Linked DNA regions of Mus musculus: all the other regions are linked to region 1. Evidence: chromatin contacts called from public HiCAR-type and promoter capture Hi-C data. All regions are on one chromosome and are shown on one strand. Each heading gives the region's core, a stretch centred on a gene start, on an enhancer-like site or on the middle of the called end of the contact. The rest is flanking DNA. Distances are from core to core; before and after follow the strand shown. Region 1 holds the start of Stk19 (serine/threonine kinase 19). Region 2 holds the start of BC051142 (cDNA sequence BC051142). Region 3 overlaps BC051142 (cDNA sequence BC051142).

Region 1 (4,866 bases), core at 1,271-3,770:
ATGTTTCAGTGGGTCAGGTGGCCTGCTGCTGAGCCCCAGGGCTTGAGTCAGCCCCTGAGATCCACGTGATGGGAGGAGGGAATTCAACCACACAATACCCTCTGACTTCTACACACACATGGTGGCATGTACACATGAACTTGCACATGCACACATATAATTTGGAAATAGAACATTAATAGGTAGCCCAAGCTGGCCTTAAGCTCACAGAGATCTGTCTGCCTTTACCTCTAGAGCAATGGGATTAAAGCCATATGGCAGTACACATGGCCAAAAATAATAATCAAATTTAAAATAATCATAAAAAAGATATAGGCTTAAATATGTCCCAGTCAGTCACCGTGGTGCATAGCTTTAATCTCAGCGCTCAGGAGGCAGAGGTAGGTGGGTCTCTATGAGTTCAAGGGTAGCCTGGTCTACAGACTGAGTTCCAGGTCATCTAGTGCTGCATAATAAGACCCATAAAAAGAAAAAAAAAAAAAAAAGTCCCAGTAGAGAATTTAAAACTGAGAAATGAAGACAATAAACTAAGACTTCAATGAGTGTGAAATACTTTAGTACAGCTGAATAAAAGACTATCGATCTGGGGTGGGAGCAATGCTCGGTGGCAGAGTAATTCCTGCTCTTGCAGAGCTCCCACATTCAGTTCCTAGCTCCCACATCTGGTGGCTCACAACCACCTGTAACTTGTACCTCCCCAGCTCCAGGGATCAAGTGCCATCTTCTGGCATCTGAGAGTGCAAACCCACATGTACACACACCCATGCTCACAAGCACATAGCCACAAGCAAATGAAATTAAGCTTTCTGAACAGATTATTAATCTAAGATGAAACTAAACAGTACAATTATAAAAGAAAGCCCAAAACTATTGAACATGGAAGTGTCTGAAGGGGTTCAAAGAGAAGATGTCTATGTAATTTCAGTGCCAGAAGAAAGCAATGAGAGAGGACAAGAGAAATTTCTTAGAGCTGGTGACAGGGCTGAGGAGGTGACTCTGCTGTCAAGTCTGCTGACCCAAGTTCAATCCTCCCCTCTCCAAAGAAAGAAGAGACTCCCTCTAGTTAACCTTCTGACTACTGTAAACCCCAGCATTAGGGAGATGAAAGCAGGAGAATATCAAGTTTAAGGCAGTCTGGGCTACAAATTAAGACCTTGTCTTAAAACAAAACTTGTGCAACTCTGAAAGCTTTTTGTTTAAAGAAAAAAAAAAAAACAGTTATAGAAAAGGAAGCACAGGGGCCATGGCCTGAGGAGGAGGTCAGAAGTCACCTGCAGGAATCAAGGTCAGAAACTCTGTAACAATATAAGGACAAAGCTAAGCAAGAAGGATCTGTGACAGCCTCTAAGGAGGAACTGCCCTAGTTAAAAGGAGCCCAGAGAGGTATGTAGCAGCAGAGAGCCGTTCACAGTGTTCTGACCTTCAACTCAGGCAGAGGTCTGAGAGTTCCTATAAAACAGAGACTGAAATCTGCCCACTGTGGATTTTTTTTGTGTGAAGAGACATGGCCCTGGCTTTCAATCGCCTTCTAAACTTGGCCACGAGGTTACATCACTCCTCTAGTCTCCCTAAGTATCTCATTTAGCCCCTATGCCTTGTGCACCACAGCCTAGAATGATCTGCAGCGTCATAGCCCACTGTCTCATACATCTATAATCTGCAACTCAGTGTACGCACATCAGGCAAGCAGCTACTCGGTGCCTCCCTCCTCTAGTCAATCCCCTAATCACTAACTGATCACTTGGGAAATCTGGGAATTAACACTAGACTCATCTCTCTCCTTCAGTCAATCTCTCTCACCGGTGACCTTCAGTACACCTTTGTCCGCGCTCACTAACCTTCTCTAACAGCCATCACCTGTCAGATGTGACATCTGCCTGCAGTTCCAAACCCCTGGGATTTGCTCTGCATTTGCCTTGGCCTAACGCCTGCTGACGGACGACTGAGTGTCTGAGCGACAGGGACTTGGCGAGTGCCCTCGAGGCTGCGGGTCGGAGGGCCGGGGCTGGTGGGGGGGGGACACGCCAAAGGTCTCCAAGGTGCTCACCAGTTGTAGGTCGGCCACCGTCCGGTCTGGCACCAGACTGTACACTTGGCTCCTCAGCGCGATGGGCGGCAGCGCATCCTCGAACAGCCCCCGGGGAAACAGCTTCACGAGCTCCTCGATGGCCTCGCGCGCCGAGCCTGTGGTGGAGCAAGCGCGTGGTCAGGTCCGGGTGGAGAGCGAGGGTGGAGACAGCGCGGAGGTTCGGACGCCCCAGCCCTCAGAGTCGCTGCCCAGCGCCTGGGTTGCCATGGTTACTACCCTAGGTCCTCCTCCTCCTCCTCCTCCTCCCCCCCCTCCTCCAAGGGTGGATACCCTCGGGCTTTCCGCGCCCAGGTTGCCATGGTTACCTGCTCTTGTTCTTAAAGGATCCGCTCTCACGGGCCCCGGCGCCCGCCTCCGCTTCACCCCAAAAGCCTCAGACGCCAGGAGCCGTCTCTTGCGATTCATAACCCGGATTTCAGGATTCCGGGAAAGGAGTCCCGAAGACCGCGTCTTCCGGCACAGAATAATGACGACGGGCCCTCTGGCTGGTCGTCTGAGTTTGATGACGAAGGCAGCCTCACTTCCGTCGCCCGCACCGCTGCTGATTGGCTCCCGACCAGAGCGCTCACTGGGGCGCGCCGAGGCGCGAGTGGCCCGCCTGGGTTCCCGCTCCGGTGCAGACGGACCTCGCCCACTCCGACGCTGAGGGCGGATGAGAGCGTCATCAGAAACAGCAACTCCGTGTTTGCATCCTTCTCCGGCTTCTGACGTGCGGCCCTGACGCCGTAGCCTCGAGGAGGTGGAGGTCGGTCAGGGTGGGGAGCTTTGAGGTAACCAAGTCTTAGCTTCAACCCCCAAACTCCTCAAGCTCGCCGCGTTCGTTGGTCCGTGGGTGGGAACGAGGCGCCCGGCTCCTGACACGCAGAGCCCAAACCTGGAAGCTCACTCGCTCCTTATCCACTGGAAACGCTTTCCTCGCAGGACCTCATGGAACCCAGAGGGACTAAGAGAAAAGCGGAGAAGACAGAGGTGGAAAAGCCTTTGCACAAACTCCCCCGGGCAGTCCCTTTACTGCGGACACAGCCCTCTCTGTACTCGGGACCCTTCCCGTTCTACCGGCGTCCATCCGAACTGGGCTGCTTCTCCCTGGACGCACAACGCCAGTACCATGGAGATGCCCGAGCCCTCCGCTACTACAGCCCCCCTCCCATCAACGGCCCAGGCCCGGACTTTGACCTCAGAGATGGATACCCTGACCGATACCAGCCCCGGGACGAGGAAGTCCAAGAGAGGTTGGACCATTTGCTGCGCTGGGTCCTGGAACACCGGAACCAGCTGGAGGGGTGAGCCCGGTGCAACGCAGAAGCTGACCTGGTGACCCGGCTTTCTCTTCTGAAGTTGGGAAAGCCAAATGGTCTTTAGTGGGGACTTTGAGTCAACAGAAGTAAAACTCGAGTCAGACCATAAACCCCGCATTCTTCCCTCCCAGGGGTCCCGGCTGGCTGGCAGGGGCCACGGTGACATGGAGAGGGCACCTGACAAAATTGCTGACCACGCCGTATGAGCGGCAGGAGGGCTGGCAGCTGGCAGCCTCCCGGTTCCAAGGGACACTGTACCTAAGTGAGGTGGAGACCCCGGCTGCTCGGGCCCAGAGGCTTGCACGGCCACCCCTCCTCCGGGAGCTCATGTACATGGGCTACAAATTTGAGCAGTACATGTGCGCAGGTGAGAGTCGTCGCAGCCGTGCGGTCCCTCTCCCCTTCCACAGAGGTCGAGATCCCCTTCCTCTGCTGCTGCCTTCTCTTCTTGTGCAGACAAACCCGGAGGCTCCCCAGACCCCTCTGGGGAAGTTAACACCAACGTGGCCTACTGCTCTGTGCTACGCAGCCGCCTGGGAAACCACCCTCTCCTGTTCTCCGGGGAGGTAGACTGCCTGAACCCCCAGGCTCCTTGCACACAGCCTCCCTCCTGCTACGTGGAGCTCAAGACATCCAAGGAGATGCACAGCCCTGGCCAGTGGAGGAGCTTTTACAGGTTCTGGCCGGGGCCGGGACTGACGGGGGGGGGGGTTGGGGGGGGGTTGGGGGGGGTTGGGGGGGGTGGAGGGTCCTGCTGACCCTTTGCCTCTCCCGTCAGACACAAGTTGCTGAAATGGTGGGCTCAGTCGTTCCTCCCGGGGGTCCCACATGTTGTTGCCGGCTTCCGGAACCCAGAAGGTTTCGTCTGTTCCTTAAAGACCTTTCCTACCATGGAGATGTTTGAAAATGTCAGGGTAAGGCAGGTGTCAGAGTGGCCATCTGTTTCCCCACCCCCTGTACCAAGTCCTCAGACCCAGTGCCCCTTTGCCACCTGCCTTTTCCTCTTTCCACCCCCAGTCTTCTGCCTCTTGTGCCCCCTCCAGAATGACCGAGAAGGCTGGAATCCCTCTGTGTGCATGAACTTCTGTGCTGCCTTCCTTAGCTTTGCCCAGAGCACAGTAGTCCAGGACGATCCCAGGTAAGGCCTTCATGTTTGTGCACTGCCTCTGGATCCCGGCTCAATCTCTGGCTTCACCCCACACCTCTGTCTTCCACAGGCTTGTCCACCTCTTCTCCTGGGAACCTGGTGGCCCTGTCACTGTGTCTGTCCATCGTGACGCACCCTATGCCTTCCTGCCCTCATGGTATGTGGAGACTATGACCCAAGACCTCCCACCACTCTCAAAGACTCCCTCTCCCAAGGACTGAGGACAAGTCTGGGCTCCGTGCAGATAATAAAGGCGTGTTTCTAAGTGGGTCTCTTGCTGTGTCTGAATGGAGTCACCTCTGTTCCAAGTTACCATACTCCAAGCACTCTGG
Region 2 (4,866 bases), core at 1,615-4,114, 440 kb before region 1:
GCTGGGCGGTGATGGTGCACGCCTTTAATCCCAGCACTTGGGAGGCAGAGGCAGGTGGATTTCTGAGTTTGAGGCCAGCCTGGTCTACAAAGTGGGTTCCAGGACAGCCAGGGCTATACAGAGAAACCCTGTCTTGAAAAACAAAACAAAACAAAACCAAAAAAACAAAAAAACAAAAAACCAAAAAAAAAAAAAAAAAAGAAAGAAAGAGCCAACAGCCAATGACTGTGCAGGGAGACTGAGGTAGGACCTTTAGATTTGCACGGGCTAGGGACTGGGAGAAAGGAAGACAGAGGATTGCTATGACTCAGGGGAGAAGGATAGGACGTAAGAGCTGCAGGAGAGAAAGACAACCAGCCATGTAAGATTAAGGAAAGTGGCCACTGGTCATTTCTCCACTGGGCCTGGGGTAACAAGAGAAGGTTTAGGAGTGCCCAGCCTTTGAGCTAGTCATGGCACGTCAAAAATTAACTGACGTGTGTGTGTGTGTGTGTGTGTGTGTGTGTGTGTGTGTATTTCATTTGAGAATCCAAAGAGCTCCTGGGCTCACTGAAAACCATGTGACTCACTGAAAACCAAAGCTGTGTTGTAAATTACATAGCTACATAGCTTACAGAAAGGAAGCATACAGTGGGGCAGCACACAGTGGGGCAGCAGCTTCAGGGGCTGTCACAGCAGCTACACTTTCTTTCCTGCCTCAGCCTACAGCCTTACTGCTTTACATGGCCATCTCTCCCAGTCCTCACACAGCTCTATAAAAAAGATCATCTCTTCCACATTTTACATTTCAGCCAAAGCAGAGAAGGGTCAGAGAATTTGCCCACAGTCCCAGCATTTGGGGGTCACAGCTTTCAGCAGTGTTAATAACCCCATCTTTTTTTAAAAAAAATTTTAATTAGATATTTTCTTTATTTACATTTCAAATGTTATCCTCTTTTCTAGTTTCCTCTCCAAAAACCTCCTATCCCATCCCTCTCCCCCTGCTCCCCAACCCACCCACTCCTGCTTCCTGGCCCTGGCATTCCCCTGTACTGGGGCATAGAACCTTCACAAGACCAAGGGCCTCTCCTCCCATTGATGACCAACTAGGTATCCTCTGTTACACATGCAGCTGGAGCCATGAGTCTCACCATGTGATTTCTTTGATTGGTGAATAATCCCATCTTTTATCCCCTGTGTGCATAGCACAGACTTTGATTTTTCTATGTGTGATGTATATGTGAATCATAAAACTAGGAAGGGGATCATATCCTGCAAAGAGAAGTCAGGTCTCTTTCATGGGCTCAGGCCAGAGAATATGGAAGAAAAATAAAAATGCAAACATGTTCAAATCACAAACACCAAATGGGTTCTAACCCACTCAGGGGTTTGAGAAGGGGCCTCAAGTTCGTTAGAACAGCCCACAGATGCCCATCATCTCGAAGGCTATTTCCTCAGTCTTAGCTGCTGTGTGCTCCCAAGGACAAGGGGAAACACTAGCCACCACCCAGCAGAGGTTCCACACGGGAACAGGCTGCGCAAGCACTGGGGCCAGGGAGAGAGAACGAGGAGGCCCTGGGTTCAGACACACAGGTGGCTAAGCAGCAGCTGCACAGCCTGCAGAGGGCGCACATGGATCTCCCTGCTATCCCTTGACTCTATGACACCTTCACAGAAATCTTCTGATTAGACCAATATTTTACTTAACTTTATTTTTTTTTACTAAAACAAAATATACAAAATAGAATAGAAATACACATATGAAGTTCTATTTTTATACAAAGACCTCTTTGCCTGGCATAGCTCAACCCATAAAACCCCTGTGTGAGAAGTTAATTTAATATCATGATTTATCAGTCCCCCTGGGGCCCTAATGGAAGATGACACAAGGCTAGAGATGTTACTGGAGGAAACTTGAAAAACAATGGCTGATACACAGGGACCTCTCACACAGCTCTTAGAGCACAAACATCCAGGCTTCTGTTTGGGGACATAGTTTGGATTTCATGTGAGGTCTGTGCATGCTCACAGAAAACATCCATAGTAACAAGGGACTTGGCCTGGACAGTGAGGAAGTTAGCTCCTTCCTCCCTCCGTACCCAGCAGCTCAGAACCTGAGGTGTGCACTTACACTGGGGGTCCCTGACCAAAGCCACAGAAGGGCTCAGCATCATCAGCATCACGATCACAGCGGCCAAACAGGGGCCTCTGGGGAGCCACAGTCACATCCCGCTGCAGGAGAGATAGTGGTCTCACACCTTGGCAACTATCTCCTCACTCCATCTATGCCCCAGGCCATAAGAAGCAGGAGATTCACAGCCTTGCTGCTGGATTGGATAAGGTCAGTATTAAGGACCAATCAGCGTCAGATATGAACTGCATCATCAGTTGCTAGTTAGAAATTCAATGTGAGGGACCTCTTTGAAACCAGCAATTTCTTTTTTATTTACTATTTTAGTGCTGGATCCAGTTGCAGCTGAAACATTTCAACCAGGCTGCGGAGTTGGGCCAGCTCTGTGATGGTCAGTCATTCACTCAGCAGTTTGAGGACTGGGGGTGGGGGTGGGGGGGTGGGGGGGTGGTACTCACTTTTCCTACATAAAGCTGTTAGGACAACTGTTGTATTTGAAGCTGTGCGAGAGCAAAGGAGGTGAAGGAAGACGACTGTGTAGCCAGGCACCTTTAGCCTGGCGCTTACTGCACTTCAGCTTAATAGTGTAGATGTCAAAAGTGATTTACGTGCACCCACTTCAGGAGACTCATATCCTAGAGCTGGAGAAGGCTGTGGCGCTGTGGACGCCTCCAGGAGCAGCCATCCCTGGTAACTGATGACGTAGCTAAGCTCAGCCTCTTGATTGGACCAGGGAATCCGCACTCCTTCAGTTAGGGGGATTCTAACAAGCCCGAAGGAAAGAGAAGGTTAGTCATGGTGTAGTCCTGCCACAGGCGGCGTGTCCAGCTCACTCCCCGCCCCCGTACAGTCCCTGAGCAGCGCGGCAGCCCCACAAAAGCTGCCGCGCCACAAAAGCGCTCAAAGCGGCGGCAGGTTTGTCCTTGCCGCCGCAGGCCACAGCCGACGCCACGATGAAGCGTCCCACAGGAGCTGTCCAAAATGGCGGCTCCTGTTAAAACGGCCTCACCGCGGCCGCTCAGCTTGCAGTGGCGGATCCCCTGTCCCGCCTCAGCCTACAGCCTTAGTGAAATACCGCCGCTGGAACTGTCCACCATGGCAGCAGCGCCTCCTCTCCAGTCTCCCCTAGCCTCCCCACAGAGATGGTGCCTCAGCAAACCCTGGCGAAGGCCGGCTGCAGTCAGGAAGGACTTCCTACCCTAACCCATGGGTCTGACTGATGCAGGGAAAGGGGGGGGGGGAGGGGGGATGAAAAAAAAAAGCCACCAATCCCTGAGCTTCCCACAAAACAAACAAACAAACAAACAAACAAAAAACCACCAATCCCTAAGCAGGAAAACCCACCAATTCCTGCGCTCTCCCAAGTTCAAGACTTAAAATCCCACCAATCCTCACTCTGGAAATCTCTGCCCCGAAAAACACTGCCCCCTCAGAAATCCTATATAAGCACTGCCCTTTCGTCCAGTTCCCTGCTGTCCTCTCCCAGGAGCAGAAGGCAGCCATCCCTGGTTTTGTTCCTCCACACCCATATGCCTTCCACTCGCCTCAAAAGAAGCCAAGAAGAAAAGAAACAATGAAGAGAAAAAGTGAAGAGAAGGAGTGGAGCTGAGGCTCCTGAGCTCCTCAGCTCAGCTGGGGAGACCCTCCCCTGGGAGCTGCAATGCCTCTGCTGAGGAGGCTTCCTTGCAGAGCTGTGTGGTTCCTGTGGTCTCCTGTCTCAGGATGCCCTTCTGCTGGGATATCATTTCCAGTAGAGCTGTAAGGTTCTTGGGCTTCCAAGATACCCTCCCATCCGAACAGAAACACATTTTAGTGCTGTGACTTGGATAGGCTCTCCTGGTGCCTGTGCTCCCCCTAGTTCTGGGGTCTGAGCCGCACTAGGACCCTATCCCCTATCTCCAGTTGGCTTGCAGCAGTCTCACCTTCCGGCTCACTGCTTACTTGACACCCCATCCACCAGTGACAATTAGGTAAGCTTCCCCTTCTGGTGGGTGTAAATGCTTCCCTGAGTCCGAGGATGTGACTGTTGGGTGTCTAGCACCCCGTTAGTACTCTTGGAGGTGGAGGTACCTCCAGCTGTGGTCTTTAAAGCTACAACTAGCACTCTTCACCTGCCCCCCATTCTCCCACCATTGGAGCTGCTATTCTACAGTTCCTTTAGGTCTCCTGGGCCATGGTGCCCCTACCTGCCCTTGCTCACCTTCCCTTCAGAGCTGCCTATCCCACAGCTCCTCTAGGCCCTGGTGGTTTTCAGTGCAGTTTTTGAGGGCTACTACAACCCTTCCTGTCCTGACTCTATCCCACCACCCTCAGAGCTGCAACCCTGCACCTTCTTTAGGTCCTACTGGGCCATCGAAACCCTTCCTGCCCCATTTTACCACTCTCACTTAAGCTAATTATAAATTCCACAACTTCTCTAGGTCCTTGTGACTTTTGCAACTCCATTCCCAAAATTTTCCTATGGATAAGACCCTCTATGAGAGCTTGGTTCTTGTTCTCACCTTTTGGCTTCTACAAAAGTCCTGATACCAGGCACCAAGACTCTTTGGCTTAGCCAGTCTAAGATGACCCCACTGAGTTGTAGTGATGACCCACTGACCCACTGAATGGCTTGGTCCTCAATTTGTTCTCCCTGAGTCAGGGGATGCCCATGACTACAGGCTGCAGGGACATTCCATTTCCCCTTTCTCATCTATGGGAATGGTATATTTCCTACGCTCTCATTGCTTTGGGATGTCTTTTAGAAACCACCAACC
Region 3 (4,866 bases), core at 1,635-4,134, 400 kb before region 1:
GTGTCTGTGGGGGAGTGAAAAGTTCTGTGTGACTGACAGCACCAACTCTCCCAAAGATGCCTCCAAGTCAGGCTGGCAGCAATGAAACAGTGCTGCAACTGGCATTGTTTGGGAATTGATTCTCTCTGGACTTCTTGTTTACACACACACACACACACACACACACACATACATACACACATTCACACATACACACACATACACACATACACACACACACACACACACACACACACACACACACACACACACTGAAGGTATGAGGCAGCTCTCCAGAATCATGAGCTATGAGTCCTATCACCCTGGCTTATTGGAGAACAGGCTCATGCACAGGAATACACAGCTTTTGAGCCTAATGAGTAAGCCCTTTAAGATGGCAGTCAGCAAGACCAGTAGCTGTTGTTGATGGAGGGGTAAGAGCAGGAGAGGCAGGGTCACAAAGGGACCAGGTAGAGAGATGGCACTGTGCCTCCTGGACAATGGAAAGCCTTCAGGTGTAGCTCCTGAGAAGATTCTGGGGATGTAGGTGCAGTGTGTGAACCACTTAATTAGGGTTTTACTGCTGTGAACAGATACCATGACCAAGACAACTCTTTTTTTTTCCCCCAAGACAACTCTTATAAGGACAACATTTAACTGGGGCTGGCTTATAGGTTCAGAGGTTCAGTCCATTACCATCAAGGCAGGAACATGACAGCATCCAGGCAGGCATGGTGCAGGAGGAGCTGAGAGTTCTACATCTTTATCTGAAGGCTGCTAGGAGAATACTGGCTTCCAGAGAGTTAGGACTAGAGTCTTAAAGCCCACACTCACAGTGACATACCTACTCCAACAAGGCCACACTTCCTAATAGTGGCACACTCTGGGACAATCATATACAAGCCATCACAACCACTGTCTAGACTAACTCAATTTTTTTTCTTTTTTCTACTCTTCTTCAGCTATAAACCAAGGACCACAAAGTGAGTTTTTTTCTATTTTCACAATCTTATATCATTAAATATATGTTATTAACTATAGAGCTACCATACAATACTGTAAGGACCCAGCAATCACTTCTCCTCTCCTGTTCTGTGATCACCAAATGAGAGGGCTGTCCAGCTATCAAAGCAAGGTAGTGTCAAGACACTGTCGCAATAAGTATTCCCCTAACTGTGGTACCCTCGGGAAGGGGATCCCAAACCTATGTTCTTAAGAACTTAGTCCTGACCAGGCAGAGAGATGGTGCTGTGCCTACTGGGCAATGGAAGACCTAGTGTATCCTGGGAGATTCTCCTGATAGATTCGGGGGTAAAGGTGCAATGTGTGAACCACTATCCACATTAACTTGATTTTTTTTGTACCCTTCTTCAGCTATTGCTCAAGAACCGCCAAGTGAGTTTTTCTTCTATTTTCACAATGTTATGTCATTGAGTTCCCATACTAGGCAGAGGACCACCCCCTTTCTTACCTGTTCTCCAATAAGCCAGGGTGATAGGGCTCATAGCTCATGATTCTGGAGAGCTGCCTCATACCTTCAGAACATTTCTCTGCAAGGCAGTGCCAACCTAAGCAAACTCATGCCTTTGGCCACACATTCCTCAGCTCCTCAGCTCCTCAGCTCCCTTCTGTATCTTCACATTCTATTAACACAAGAGAGTCTTCCTTTGACCACAGCCCTGTCTAGCTACAACCACCCCAGGGGAGTTTCTGCTCACAGACACTTTTAACTCATGCCTGAGTGTTGACTAACATCTTTCTGATGTATGGAGGACTGTTGTCAAGGTGCCTGGAGCTGCATCCCACTCCTTAGTTGTATGAACATAGGCAAGTCTCTCCTGAGAGCTTAAACCAGTTACCTAAGTAATCACAACAATAAACTTGAAAGATTTCAAACAGCTAGAAGGATAAGAAGTAGGGAAGCATGAAGACAGAGGAGGTGACACTTAGGTCTATAACCTCAAGACTCTGAACCATATCTGGGAGGAGGGAATAGAATCACCAGCCCTCTGTGGTCTAAACTGGAAGCTCACAGTTCTTCCCTTTTTGTAATATTTTCATGAACCTTTAGAGAATTGTATATAGTTTATTTTGACCATATTGATTACTACCAGTAATGGGATCTACCAGTCCCACACCATGTCCTCTCTTTTGAAAAAACTGTCTCTCAGCAGCTAGCTGTCTTGATCCTCCAGCCCTGACAGTCTTTCCGCCCCTTTTCAGAGATGTTTTCTAAGCCTCACATGTTGGACTGTAGATGTATTAATTGGGGGTGAGCACCTAAAATACAGTTGATTTCTGTATCTCAACCAGTTGTGGTTTTCAGGAATGTTCTTGATTTCTATTACAGGTAGAACAAGAAGCACCAAGTCCTTATCCGAACCTCTGAGTACGTTTCCCCAAACTCTAACTCTATTCCTGGGTCTGCTATGCAATGCCTGCTCTGGGGGGGGCTTATGAAGGGCGGTAAGGAGACACACTCAGACAGAGGAAGCTGTTTGACTCTTCCTGTCCCTCCCAGTGTGGAAATTGCCCTCCTTTCAAGTTCCTTTAAGTAACAGTTCCACCGCTTTATGCAACCCAGTGAAGAGTCTGCTAACAAAAACCCAAGTTCACTCAGTTAAAAGCATGAGGACAATCCTGGGGCCAGGTGAAGCACTTACAAAACAGTCTAGGTTAATAACCTTAGAGGGTGGCCTCAGTCTCTTAAACAACCAGAGGAAATGCACTGACTTCCCAGAATCCTCCCACATGGAGGACTCCGTGAATGCTTGGCCTGAATCCCTCCCCACCCACCCTCCCCACAAAAAAAAAAAAAAAAAAACAAATGCCCTGAGTCATGCTCCTTCGAAACTTAAGGTTTTGTGTTTCTGTTTTAGCCGGCAACGCTGGAGACATCTGTAAGTTCCTCTCTGCATTTGATCCTCAGCAGCTTTGCCTCACTACACAGAACAGCTTTGACATTTACTGCCCTGGCACCTCTATTTCCTCCTGTGACCACTGCCCACTCTTCCCCTTCCTTCCCTGCTCTTGACATACTGGGCGCCCCTGTGAGATAGAACCCCTCCCAAACCTGCAGTACCAGCTGCAAAGGGAGACTTGTCAGGGACAGACAGACTAGCAAAACGTAGAACTGTCTCTCTTCTTAAAGCTCCAGTGACACTCGAGGGAAAAGACTAACACGGTGTCCTCCTCAGCAATGGAGAGAGGGCTCCATGGCATTCAGAGAGCACCAGCCTATAGATGGAGGGTCCCCACACCATCAGTGATGGTTTGTGGGAGGAGTGAAGAGTGTGGTGTGGTGTGGTGTGTGTGTGGTGTGGTGTGGTGTGGTGTGCTGTGGTGTGCTGTGGTGTGCTGTGGTGTGCTGTGGTGTGTGCTGTGGTGTGTGCATGTGAGCACAAGTCTAGAAGAAGGGCCTGGAGACTATTGCAGGTGGCATTGTAACAATCATCTGTCAGGAGCTATGTGATGCAGAGCAGGAGACATGAGGACAGCTGATAGGACATTTGATCAGTCCCCTGCAGCCCCAGGGGGGAATCACCTTAGATTCTGATGGAGATACCGAACCTCAGCCTGGTGTCCACCCCTGGCCTACTAATCAGACCCTGTGTTTGTCAAGGTCACTGGTTTGTCAAGGTCACTGGGTGATTTACACATACATTAAAATTTGAGTTTCATCATGCTATAGGATCTGAATCTTCTGCACTTAGAAAGGAAATAAAAGCAGAGCACGGTTGACCCCAACTGAGTCAGCTTCTCCATCCCTGTGGAGTCTCCACACAACAGCATGTGACTAACAAGAAAAGTGAACCTCCTTGGGGCTTAGTGGATTTGTTAAAGTGTCTGCTCAGATTTCTGAGGCTGTTCATACCTAGAATAGGTTAATCCTGAAAGCAAGAGGAAAAAGAATGTCAGAGTCAGGGCTCATGAGTCACACCCTGCACAAGGAGAATGCTATTTTGCTGAGCACGGGAGTCTAGGCTCTGGATTCCTTCACCCACAATCCCTGCCTAGAATAGCTTCAGTCTGTCTCATACCACCATGGCAAGCCAGGTTACTCTGGTGAACAAGGATCTAACTCATCACAAAGATAGGAATTCCAATGTCTCCTTCAGAAGATGAGGCCATAGACTCTAGCTAAACAGTTGGAGATGGCCAGCTAACAGGAAAGCGATAGGTATGTTGACATCGCACTTACTCTCCCCGGGAGGGGGCTGACCCCAGCTCGTGCTGCCCATCGGAGTGAAAACGGCACTGTTGGCTTTGGTTTTGGAATTTCCCAAAAAGAATTTTGATGCAAACTGTTTACCTCTGCTAGAGAACTAACTGATTTTGGTTTATTTTTCCAATATTTTAGCTGGAACCATTGGACCTATAAGTGAGTTCTTTTTTTAACCTCTTTGTCCTTCTATGAGATCTGGGATCCTACCCTCTTTGTACCCCACCTGCCCCAACTCTTGTCTGGAAGGATTTTCCATGCATGTTTCCTGATCACATTAAAAGTTTAGAGCACTTCCTGATATCCAAGACCTAAGACAAGGTGTCATGAAATATCACTGAGTTTAAGAAAAGGGAACGTCTGGCTGGAGAGATGGCTCAGCAGTTAAGAGCTCTTCCAGAGGTCCTAAATTCAATTCCCAGCAACCACATGGTGGCTCACAACCATCTATAATGGGATCTGATGTGTGTCTGAAGACAGTGACAGTATACTCATGCATAAAACAAATAACTTTAAAAAGAAGAAAAGACAAGGGAACGTCAAGTAGTTCTTACATCTTTATTTTATTGTCATTTTATATTTTTATTAAATATTTATTTGTTAAGATGGGTGGGTCCTCGATAACTTGCTCTGATGGAAAGTCTCTGCTCTCTCTGAGATAGCTG

The links. Promoter capture Hi-C pulls out the DNA fragments that hold promoters and counts their contacts. HiCAR-type assays count read pairs that join an accessible place to other places.
Region 2: a contact with region 1 is called in a promoter capture Hi-C map of hippocampal neurons, with 2.6 times the contacts expected there. The contact joins the promoter of BC051142 here to the promoter of Stk19 in region 1. A contact is called at or near these places in 2 of 39 promoter capture datasets (cranial neural crest and hippocampal neurons), 1 of 115 datasets of contacts at active chromatin or transcription factors (bone marrow-derived macrophages) and 2 of 9 other capture datasets (adipose tissue and embryonic stem cells).
Region 3: a contact with region 1 is called in a HiCAR-type map of astrocytes, with 3 times the contacts expected there. The contact joins the enhancer-like site here to the promoter of Stk19 in region 1. A contact is called at or near these places in 2 of 39 promoter capture datasets (the 3T3-L1 cell line and hippocampal neurons), 1 of 15 datasets of contacts at CTCF or cohesin (the NIH/3T3 cell line), 2 of 484 Hi-C or Micro-C datasets (cortical neurons and embryonic fibroblasts), 4 of 115 datasets of contacts at active chromatin or transcription factors (astrocytes, bone marrow-derived macrophages and embryonic forebrain) and 1 of 9 other capture datasets (embryonic stem cells).

The regions. Positions count from the first base shown.
Region 1 is chr17:34,834,383-34,839,248 of GRCm38.p6, forward strand. Stk19 (serine/threonine kinase 19) reads right to left here and starts at 2,521. Exons shown (of 7, transcript NM_019442.3): 1 at 2,395-2,521; 2 at 2,048-2,184. The coding sequence starts at 2,494. Dxo (decapping exoribonuclease) reads left to right here and starts at 2,637. Exons shown (of 7, transcript NM_001163770.1): 1 at 2,637-2,834; 2 at 3,011-3,372; 3 at 3,519-3,754; 4 at 3,844-4,063; 5 at 4,166-4,301; 6 at 4,431-4,525; 7 at 4,605-4,804. The coding sequence starts at 3,017. The coding sequence ends at 4,755. It overlaps Skiv2l (superkiller viralicidic activity 2-like (S. cerevisiae)), which reads right to left. Exons shown (of 28, transcript NM_021337.2): 28 at 4,844-4,866.
Region 2 is chr17:34,395,956-34,400,821 of GRCm38.p6, forward strand. It overlaps BC051142 (cDNA sequence BC051142), which reads left to right and starts at 2,865. Exons shown (of 20, transcript NM_001001177.2): 1 at 2,865-2,898.
Region 3 is chr17:34,434,842-34,439,707 of GRCm38.p6, forward strand. All of the region lies in intron 6 of BC051142 (cDNA sequence BC051142), which reads left to right. Among named protein-coding and RNA genes, the nearest start is that of BC051142, 38 kb to the left of the region's middle. Within about 2 kb of position 2,885, at least 64 of the 459 cell types and tissues checked have an H3K27ac peak or open chromatin away from gene starts, as enhancers often do. A contact at or near this core is called in astrocytes and bone marrow-derived macrophages, where this site is marked.